Linked DNA regions of Mus musculus: all the other regions are linked to region 3. Evidence: chromatin contacts called from public Hi-C and HiChIP or PLAC-seq data. All regions are on one chromosome and are shown on one strand. Each heading gives the region's core, a stretch centred on a gene start, on an enhancer-like site or on the middle of the called end of the contact. The rest is flanking DNA. Distances are from core to core; before and after follow the strand shown. Region 1 has its middle 76 kb from the start of 1700061I17Rik. Region 2 has its middle 33 kb from the start of 1700061I17Rik. Region 3 has its middle 44 kb from the start of Frrs1.

Region 1 (2,700 bases), core at 80-2,579, 250 kb after region 3:
CCCAAAATGGATATCATATACTCCATGCAAGCAACATCTTTGTTGATTCTGCTTATTAGTTTCTTCCCAAGAGCAAATCTAGTATCTGACATACAAGTTGTCTTCGGTAAATAGTCGTCATTCCGTTTGAATGGCGTATATCATAAAATCCTGTACAGTCTCTGGGTAAAACACAGATAATCACCATTACACGGGTTTAAAGGCCTAAAACAAAAGTTATCCCATTTCTGCCTGAGCCATTCAGTATTGTGTGCTTATGACCACCCTTTTCCGACCACTCCTAAACCAAGCCACAGACATTGCACTAAGTTCACACAGTGACTACAATTATTTTGTTAGTAACTATAAAAAGTGATCTATATTTCCCCATTGTAGTGTGTTTATGCTCAGTCATTCTGCAATGCTTAGTTTCCTGAAACTGGATTTGCAATAACTATTATGTGTATTTGCCACAAGGTGGCAGAGACAGATAAACATTCCATTCGGCTGGTCTATTTTGAAGATATTTGACAAAACAGTTTTTTTTTCCCTCCAGTTTCCCTTTTCATTTGCTATTCAATTTAAAGTACTCCATGTAGGCCCCCTTCCTGCAGAGTATGTCTTTCAAAGCACAGGCAGTTTGCATAAAATTGAAGCACGAAATGATTTGTCATTTCAGTACATTAGGTAATTTTACTGTGCCAACAATGACACAAGCCTGCAGTACATTGCTCACTGGAAGCATCATAGCATCATAGCTTCATTCCACTTTTGCCCTATTCTCACTTCCCCTCTGTCCACACACACATGTGTCCACACACATGCATGCTGGCTGAGAGAAAAGGAGCCATTTAGAGGGCAGAACCATTTAGGGAATATTAGGGGATTAATGTTACAAAAAAAATGACAACTGACTTTTCATAGAATACATTTCTGCAAAGTGGGCATACCTAATATTTTCCTGTCTGTTGTGAATTAAACATATTCACCTTCACCCCGAGTGAGAGAAACACATGGTGTCTATTTTAGCCTTGTCCTTATAAGTAGTTTGGCTGGAATTTATGTTAGTGATCTAAATATTTGACTGACCCCGTGTTATTCATTATTTTACTATTTTCTTCTCTGTAACTGAAGAAAAAGCCCATTAAATTTAGAGTTGAATTTTAAAAATGTTAAGCTTAGAGATAATGATAATGAGATGACTTATGTGTGAACAGATGCTTTAGTTAGTGAGAAGTTTAGAAGAAAAAGTTATTTTTAGAAAAGAATTAGCAGCAGGGAGCATGAGTGGAGTTGCTGATTGTGGTCAGGATCCCTGAAAAGGACCAGAGATGAATCATCTGCCATGGATGTTGGACATTCAAGATACTGCATAGTCTCCACCCAAATTTCTATTGCTCATTTTTTTCCTGATATCTTCTCCCAGCCTATATTCTGTTTCCCTATTTCCTCTTGCTTTTATACATCTCTATGTCTTTGCCCTTGCTTGTTTTGTAACTCTGGGGTAATTCCTCCTTCTGACATTTCCATTTGTTTCCAGGAGGTGTAAATAAGTGGGCATAGCTGACATTCTCCCCTGTCTTAAACTTATGGAAGGTACTATTAATAGATTTTATGATTAACTTCATTCCCAAAAATATCTAGTCTTGATGTCCTCACCCGAAATATCTGTAAGATCTCAAATCCCAATGCCAATTAATTACAGCTGGTGTATGAGATGTTTTGCATTTTGGTAACTAAGCCCAATTGGTAGCTGAAGTAAGACTAGAATTGAGCAGCTTTGGAGAATGTAGTTTTTATTTGAATATGTATGAATATAACTATATATACATACATATAGTTAGATATACATAACTATATATTAAATATATATAACTATATACATACATTATACATGTATATATAACTATATATGACATATATAACTATATATAGCTAACTATATATAGTTACATGTGACATATATAGTTATTATATACATAATATACATTGTATTCCTGTAATAGAATATAGGGGAAAAGAAAGACATCTTGTCTAAATGTGGCTGTACAAGGAAAGTCATTTAGTCTGAGGGTAAGAAAATGATATAACTTGAAACATCATATGATCTTATCACATACTTATACAACATATATATATAACTAAAGCTGAATTGGAATATTAATCTGTAAGCACCATGGGAGAGATATGTTTGTTTCTCACTGTACCCCAACATTCAGTCAAGGGGCCAAGATGTGACAGGTTCTCTGTAATGGTGTCTGACAATGAATAATGGCCAGTTGCAAATATTACATTTCATGCCATAGCATTTCTCCATCACATGAGATAGACTTGAACTATAAGTTGGTTACTGTTCTGCACGAAGGGTCCCAGAGAATTGAAATGGGAAGTTACCCTTGAATAACAACTTCGTATAAGGCATCAACGCAAAGACACAAGCAGCAGGACATGGAGAAATCTATAAGGGGATTTTCTGCTCTGTTTTGCTTCAAAGCATTGAAGAATCCTGTAACTCAAAGAAAAATGGAAAATGTTACCATGTGTCGATTTACATGCTCAGGTCTGTAAGTCACAGGTCAATTCCTCTTTGCAGTGGAATCCTAAGCTAAACATAGGAGACTAAGAAGTCCCATTCTCCTGGCCACAGAAACCGCGAGTAATTTAAAGCCTTAAAACTTTAATTAATTCTATCACAATATGATAGCAGTATGAGGATGGGGG
Region 2 (2,700 bases), core at 193-2,692, 140 kb after region 3:
ATGAACTGGGGTCTCCGACTGAGTAAAAAGAAGGAAGGCATCTACACTTTAATATTTATCGATCTGTGTTCTCTCTTCGGAAGCAATGTGACCTGTCACCTTATGCTTCCTGCCACCCTGACTTCACCATCCTGATCAACTATAATGGAGCCAAAATAAACTCTTCTTCCTTTAAGTTGCTTCAATCAGATATTTTGTCATAATGAGAGATAAGTTCCCAATACAGGAATATAAATGAGTGTTTCCTCAAGTAATTTAAGAGATTTTCTTGACAGCTTATTCCCCAAGGCCAGGGTTTAAGTTCTGCTGCTACTTCAGACAATATGGAGCTGCTCCTTACACCTCACAGGAGTCCACAACCTTCACCACCAGGCTCCCGCAGACACTTGCAGAGCCAGTGAGGCTGGTGCCCTCAGACAGCGTTAGTGTTCTCTTTCTCTGATTGGATGCCATTGATAGTAATGTCATGACACACAGATAACATGTATCGCACGGAACTCTTACCGATACCATCGTAAATATAATCTTTGTCAAAACATAATTCTGATTCAGCTGTCCCTTGGAAACATGAAAATTCATTGTTATGCATTTGACTGTCCTGTTTCCTGGATTTTTGTCCAAAGCCAAGAACTATAAATTCACCTTTTAAGTCAATCTCTTTCATGAACTTACTCTCTTAATCTCTCCATTTCAGTCATGTCTCTTTCTTGAAACTTCCATCTCTTGCATTACTGAGATATTTACCATGATATCTAATTTCTAACTTGTTGTTTTTTCCTCACATGGCTCTGGTAGTTTTCTTGAATCCTTACAATAACTCAGTACCTTGAAGAGAGATGTCATACTACCTCTGTAGCATCCCAAATATTCTACACAGAATTAAACAAAAGAAAAAAGTATACATTTTACTTTTGCTGCTGCTGTTTTGAAGATGTTGGAAAAAATATTTCTTTGTTCAAATGGATCAAATATCATGAAATGAATCAATGAATCGACCGTGCTATGTCCAGGAAGGGATGAACATCTAGCTTCAATAGAACCATAAGAACGTCTGGCTACATGTTACATGTGCCCAGGATATGTGAAGTATCCAATATACATTCAGTAAAAGAACTGGTCTAAACAAATCACACGATCATATGCCTTCCGCTCTATTTCTAACCAAAGTTGGTGGGATGCTCCTAGAGACTCGGGGAAAGGACCAAATGCTTACTGACAGGCTTCTTGCCTGACACCTCCCAGACTTCTCAGAAAGCCAATGACAGGATCTGGGCTGGAATAGAATGTTGACAGACAACAGAATATAGTGCTTAAGCAGGGCTAAGAGAATGGAAAAATTGATTCATAGGAGGCCCATTCTGCCAGTTCAGGGGCGGTTGGAGGAAGTGCTTTCAAAACACACTGTGCAGAGGCTGGCACACATGCACAGGATGACATGCCAAAGCTTGCAGCCTCTGCATCTGAGACAGGGTGGGTTCTACCTGGCTGAATCATAACCTTCAAAGGCTATGGGACTGCCCAATTATCTGTATATCTGCCAATCTTTCAGCATGGTTTGAACTGATATTATTAAGGCAGAGACCAAAGAGGGAAAAAGCAGTTTGGATATAAACAATTAGTAGGCAGGCTTGCACTTCAAAAACCACCACATAAAATATTCTACTTTATGCTAACTACCCTGTGCTTAGAGTAAACTCTATTTCAAATGGTAAATTCCCTGGTGGCAACTATATTATCAAAGTTAAGTATTTTAGGTTTCCCAGCCTTCACACTTATTTGTACCACTGACTATGTCACGAGAACATGGCCATGATCTATTACATTCAGGGTCGGTTTCATAAATCACATATTGAATAATAGATTGCTTAGCAACTGCCACATACAGTGACTGTTATTATGGAAGGGGGTGGCTTAGCTTTTCTTGATTGTGAAAAAAAGAAACCTGTTTAACCAGATGACTTCATCGTATCCTAGTGATTGAGGGGAAAACAGAACAAAAGGCTGATAAATGCAAGAAGATAGCTCTTCCTTGGAATTGGTCCTTAGGGAAGAATAGTGCTGGGGTGGGGTAGGTCATGACCCACTCGCAAGAGATGAAATGAAGTTGTGGTGAACACTCACAAGAAGATCTTCAACCTTGTGTCCGAAGTAGATGATGGAAGACAAAACATGTCCAATGATGTGAAAACATTGAGGTTATTGGCTCTCAGTTGAGGGAGAAAACAGGGCCATTGTTATTTAGAAGCAGTAATTACAGTCAGTCTATGCTGTCTGGTTCAATGAAATCCATTTTTTTTTTTTTTGGTAGTATTTCACTAAAGTATTCCAATTTCCTAGTAATTCTTCTGTGAAAAAAGAAAGGATTTTACATTTCATTTTGTGGGTATTGGAAGATGCTCCCCCTCAGCTCATTGCTGAGGAATACATAGAAAAGCCTCCCAGCTGCCACCATGGGGTGGCTCAGACTTGGTGACTATACATACAGTGAGAAGGGAAAGTTGTTTGTGACAGCACACCGGGGCATAGTCTTTCCCTTGTAGATGCCTTTGGTTTTGCTAATGTCACATCTATCTGGGGTCAGAGGACACCTGAAAAACCTTTGTCAAGAAAAACTTACACTTGGACCTGTCACATGTAGAGAGCAAGTAAAGACGGTCTCATGGGAAACTTCTGGTGTGTGCAGGAGACTGATAATTTTCA
Region 3 (2,700 bases), core at 173-2,672:
TGTATCCTTCTGACCCTGCTGCAAATGAAGATAATTTTCTTAGGCAAAGGAAACAAGCAAAATAATTGGTAGAATATATTTTATTTTTCAGATACTTTTTCAGCTGATGATATCATTTCTGCTTGGCCCCAGAACCCCATCTTCATCTCTGAGTAATGACCCCAGCTCCATGCTTTTATTTCTAACCAATAAAGTGAAAACGTTCTGATTTTCTCTACATAGATTTTAGCTAAAAATAGCACAGGGTTCAGGTAGGAATTTCCTGTGCTCATGGTCAATGAATGGCACATTACGGTTTATACTATCCCTTGAGAATGAATTTATTTCAAAAGAAAAAGGTCTGGAGATGTGGCTCAGTGGCACCGTGCTTGAGCAGAGTGTGTGAAGCCATGCCTCCATCCTCACACTGGAGAAATGACACAGCAACAATTTAAATCTATATGAAAAAAATTTCTTTCAGTTTTCCATTGTAAGCCACTAAAGGCTAAAACATATGTCTTAACCAGTCCTGTTCAATAACAGACAAGGAAAAGTTCTTTTCAGGAAAGGGTTTCCACCTTTTTTGTTAAGGTTTGCTTAGGTACAGTTTGCAGATAGGTGAACTTGCTGGACTTCTGATGCCAAGGGCAATATAATGCATTTTTCAAAAGAAAAATTTTTTTTATTAGTCCTTTAAGATGGAGGTGTACCCTCTCAGAGGTGAAGGGGAGATGGGATGAGAGGAGGAACCCTGTGAGGAGAGGCTTGGGGGGGGGGAGCAGCATTTGGGATGTAAATACATAAATTAAATTGAAGAAAAAGGATTTTACATAACGGACAGCTGGGTGTGGATCCCAGATCTTGGGAGGCAGAGGCAGGAGGATCTCTGTGTGTTCAAGGCCAATCTGGTCTATAAGAGAGTTTCAGGACAGCCAGGGCTGTTACACACAGAAGCCCTGTCTTGGAAAAAGACAACCATAAAGAGAAAAAAGAGTTTCATATAATGTATTTTGATCATATTCACCTCAGTTCCACCCACACCTCCCCTAACTTCCCTAATTCCAAACTGTATGCCATATTATCATTATTTTTTAAAAACAATTTATGCTGTCTACACTCTCTGGGTTTCCGGCTGTCCTCCAAGGAGCAAGGTCAATTTTTTCCAAGCCACACCCTCCCAAAGAAAATGGACTCACTCCCATGAGAAGCCATCAACTGTCCTTAGGTCCTCAGGTAGGGGTGGGGTTAGAGACCCCTTCCCACTCCACGCTAGAATGTGGATTAGCTTGGCCTTGCCCAGGCGTTACGCAGGCAGCCACAGTGGCTGTGAGCTCACAGTGAAGAGATCCTGCCAGCTCCCGAAACAGTTTCCACCCTGTGCCTTTCTTTCCAGCCTCTGGCGCTCTTACAGGCTCTGCGTCTCCTCTGACGCGGTCCCCGGGCTTTGGGAAAGGGTGTGATATAGATGCCGGACTCGTGACTCATCACTGCACAGATGCTTTGACCGGCTGTGAGTTCCTGCACAGCATCTTTTTTACGGAGTGGTATTTGCTCGGGTTTACTCCTCCATCAAAGTGTGCAAGGAAACCCGTGCCACTTAATCTTAGCATGCCCGTTTCCCTTAGGAACGAACACGTCACGGCTCGTCTGCTCCGTGTGTTTCTCATTTTTGTAATAAACAACCTAGGTTTTTTTTTTTTTTTGAAAAAAGTATTCATATACTTTTTTAAAAACAGCAATTGTTAAACTAAATGATTTTTTTCTGTGTCTAGGCATATTGTCAAAAACAGTGAAATCATGTTCTCTTAAAGAAGGGATACTCTGCAGAATAGAGATTAATATATTTTTCACAGGATAAAAGAAATAGTCTGGAAAATCATGGTTAAGTTAGCATGCAGAAACTGAGTCTGTTTTGGTTTTGTTAGCTTCTGGTCTGCGGAGGTCAAGCCAGGGCACAGATGGCCTATACCTTTATTGACTACGTGAATCACACTCTTGTTAGTACTACTCAATTTGTGTGAGGATCTGGGGCTGTAGGTTAGATGATAACTCATCCTTCCCGGATCCGGCACCAGCCCAGGAGGCTGTGGGAAGGACAGCGCAGCAGATGCCAACTGGGAAGCCGTGGGGGCCGTGTGGCTCTTGGCTCTAACTCTGTTTATCTATGTATTCTACTGAAGCAGGGGGAAATGGGGAACAAAGGGCCTTGTTCAAGATAATCCATTATTAATGCAACTGGAGAAACGGTTCTTTTATGTTCTTTATGAACTGGATCAGCCTTCTCAAAGCTCCCATGTCCTTCCTTCCTTGTCTAACCCCGGCCATACTCATTCCTAGGCCCACAGCGTTGTGGGTGCTAACCTTTCCATTCTCATCCTAGCCAGAACCAGATTCATGCTTTCTTTCCTTTCATCTTCCTGGTTCCTCCTTGTCCTGTTCCCGGCACTGATCCATCTTTGTAAGTGGGTGATGGGAAGGGAGGCAGATACTACTGTAAGTTAGAAAGGCCCAGGAGCTGGGAGGCCCGAGTAGCCACAGTTACTTCTGAATTCCATGTTTGTGGCAATGGCATCTGTCTCCTAAGAGTCCTCTTTGTCATCTTCAACAATCTATCCCACTAAACTTCTGAGTGAAATGATACCAGCCAAAGGTGCTCGCTTTGTACATGTTGCTGGTAAGGTCTTTGCCACTTGATGACGATGTTAAACTATAACAGTTTTG

What was found. A called contact is a pair of places that touch in the nucleus more often than the background predicts. HiChIP or PLAC-seq counts read pairs in DNA pulled down with a chosen protein or histone mark.
Region 1: a contact with region 3 is called in a Hi-C map of cortical neurons, with 4 times the contacts expected there. The contact joins two enhancer-like sites. A contact is called at or near these places in 9 of 484 Hi-C or Micro-C datasets (Sertoli cells, cerebellar granule neurons, cerebellum and 6 more) and 1 of 115 datasets of contacts at active chromatin or transcription factors (neural progenitor cells).
Region 2: an H3K27ac HiChIP or PLAC-seq map of heart atrium shows a contact between it and region 3, with 6 times the contacts expected there. The contact joins two enhancer-like sites. A contact is called at or near these places in 13 of 484 Hi-C or Micro-C datasets (the AML12 cell line, the C2C12 cell line, the G1E-ER4 cell line and 8 more), 2 of 115 datasets of contacts at active chromatin or transcription factors (embryonic stem cells and heart atrium) and 3 of 9 other capture datasets (adipose tissue, embryonic stem cells and pancreatic islet).

Annotation. Positions count from the first base shown.
Region 1 is chr3:117,152,667-117,155,366 of GRCm38.p6, forward strand. No RefSeq gene overlaps it. Among named protein-coding and RNA genes, the nearest start is that of 1700061I17Rik, 76 kb to the left of the region's middle. Within about 2 kb of position 1,330, at least 28 of the 459 cell types and tissues checked have an H3K27ac peak or open chromatin away from gene starts, as enhancers often do. A contact at or near this core is called in cortical neurons and forebrain, where this site is marked.
Region 2 is chr3:117,043,114-117,045,813 of GRCm38.p6, forward strand. No RefSeq gene overlaps it. Among named protein-coding and RNA genes, the nearest start is that of 1700061I17Rik, 33 kb to the right of the region's middle. Within about 2 kb of position 1,443, at least 26 of the 459 cell types and tissues checked have an H3K27ac peak or open chromatin away from gene starts, as enhancers often do. A contact at or near this core is called in adipose tissue and heart atrium, where this site is marked.
Region 3 is chr3:116,904,694-116,907,393 of GRCm38.p6, forward strand. It overlaps a transcript of Frrs1 not described here. Among named protein-coding and RNA genes, the nearest start is that of Frrs1, 44 kb to the left of the region's middle. Within about 2 kb of position 1,423, at least 102 of the 459 cell types and tissues checked have an H3K27ac peak or open chromatin away from gene starts, as enhancers often do. A contact at or near this core is called in adipose tissue, cortical neurons, forebrain and 1 more, where this site is marked.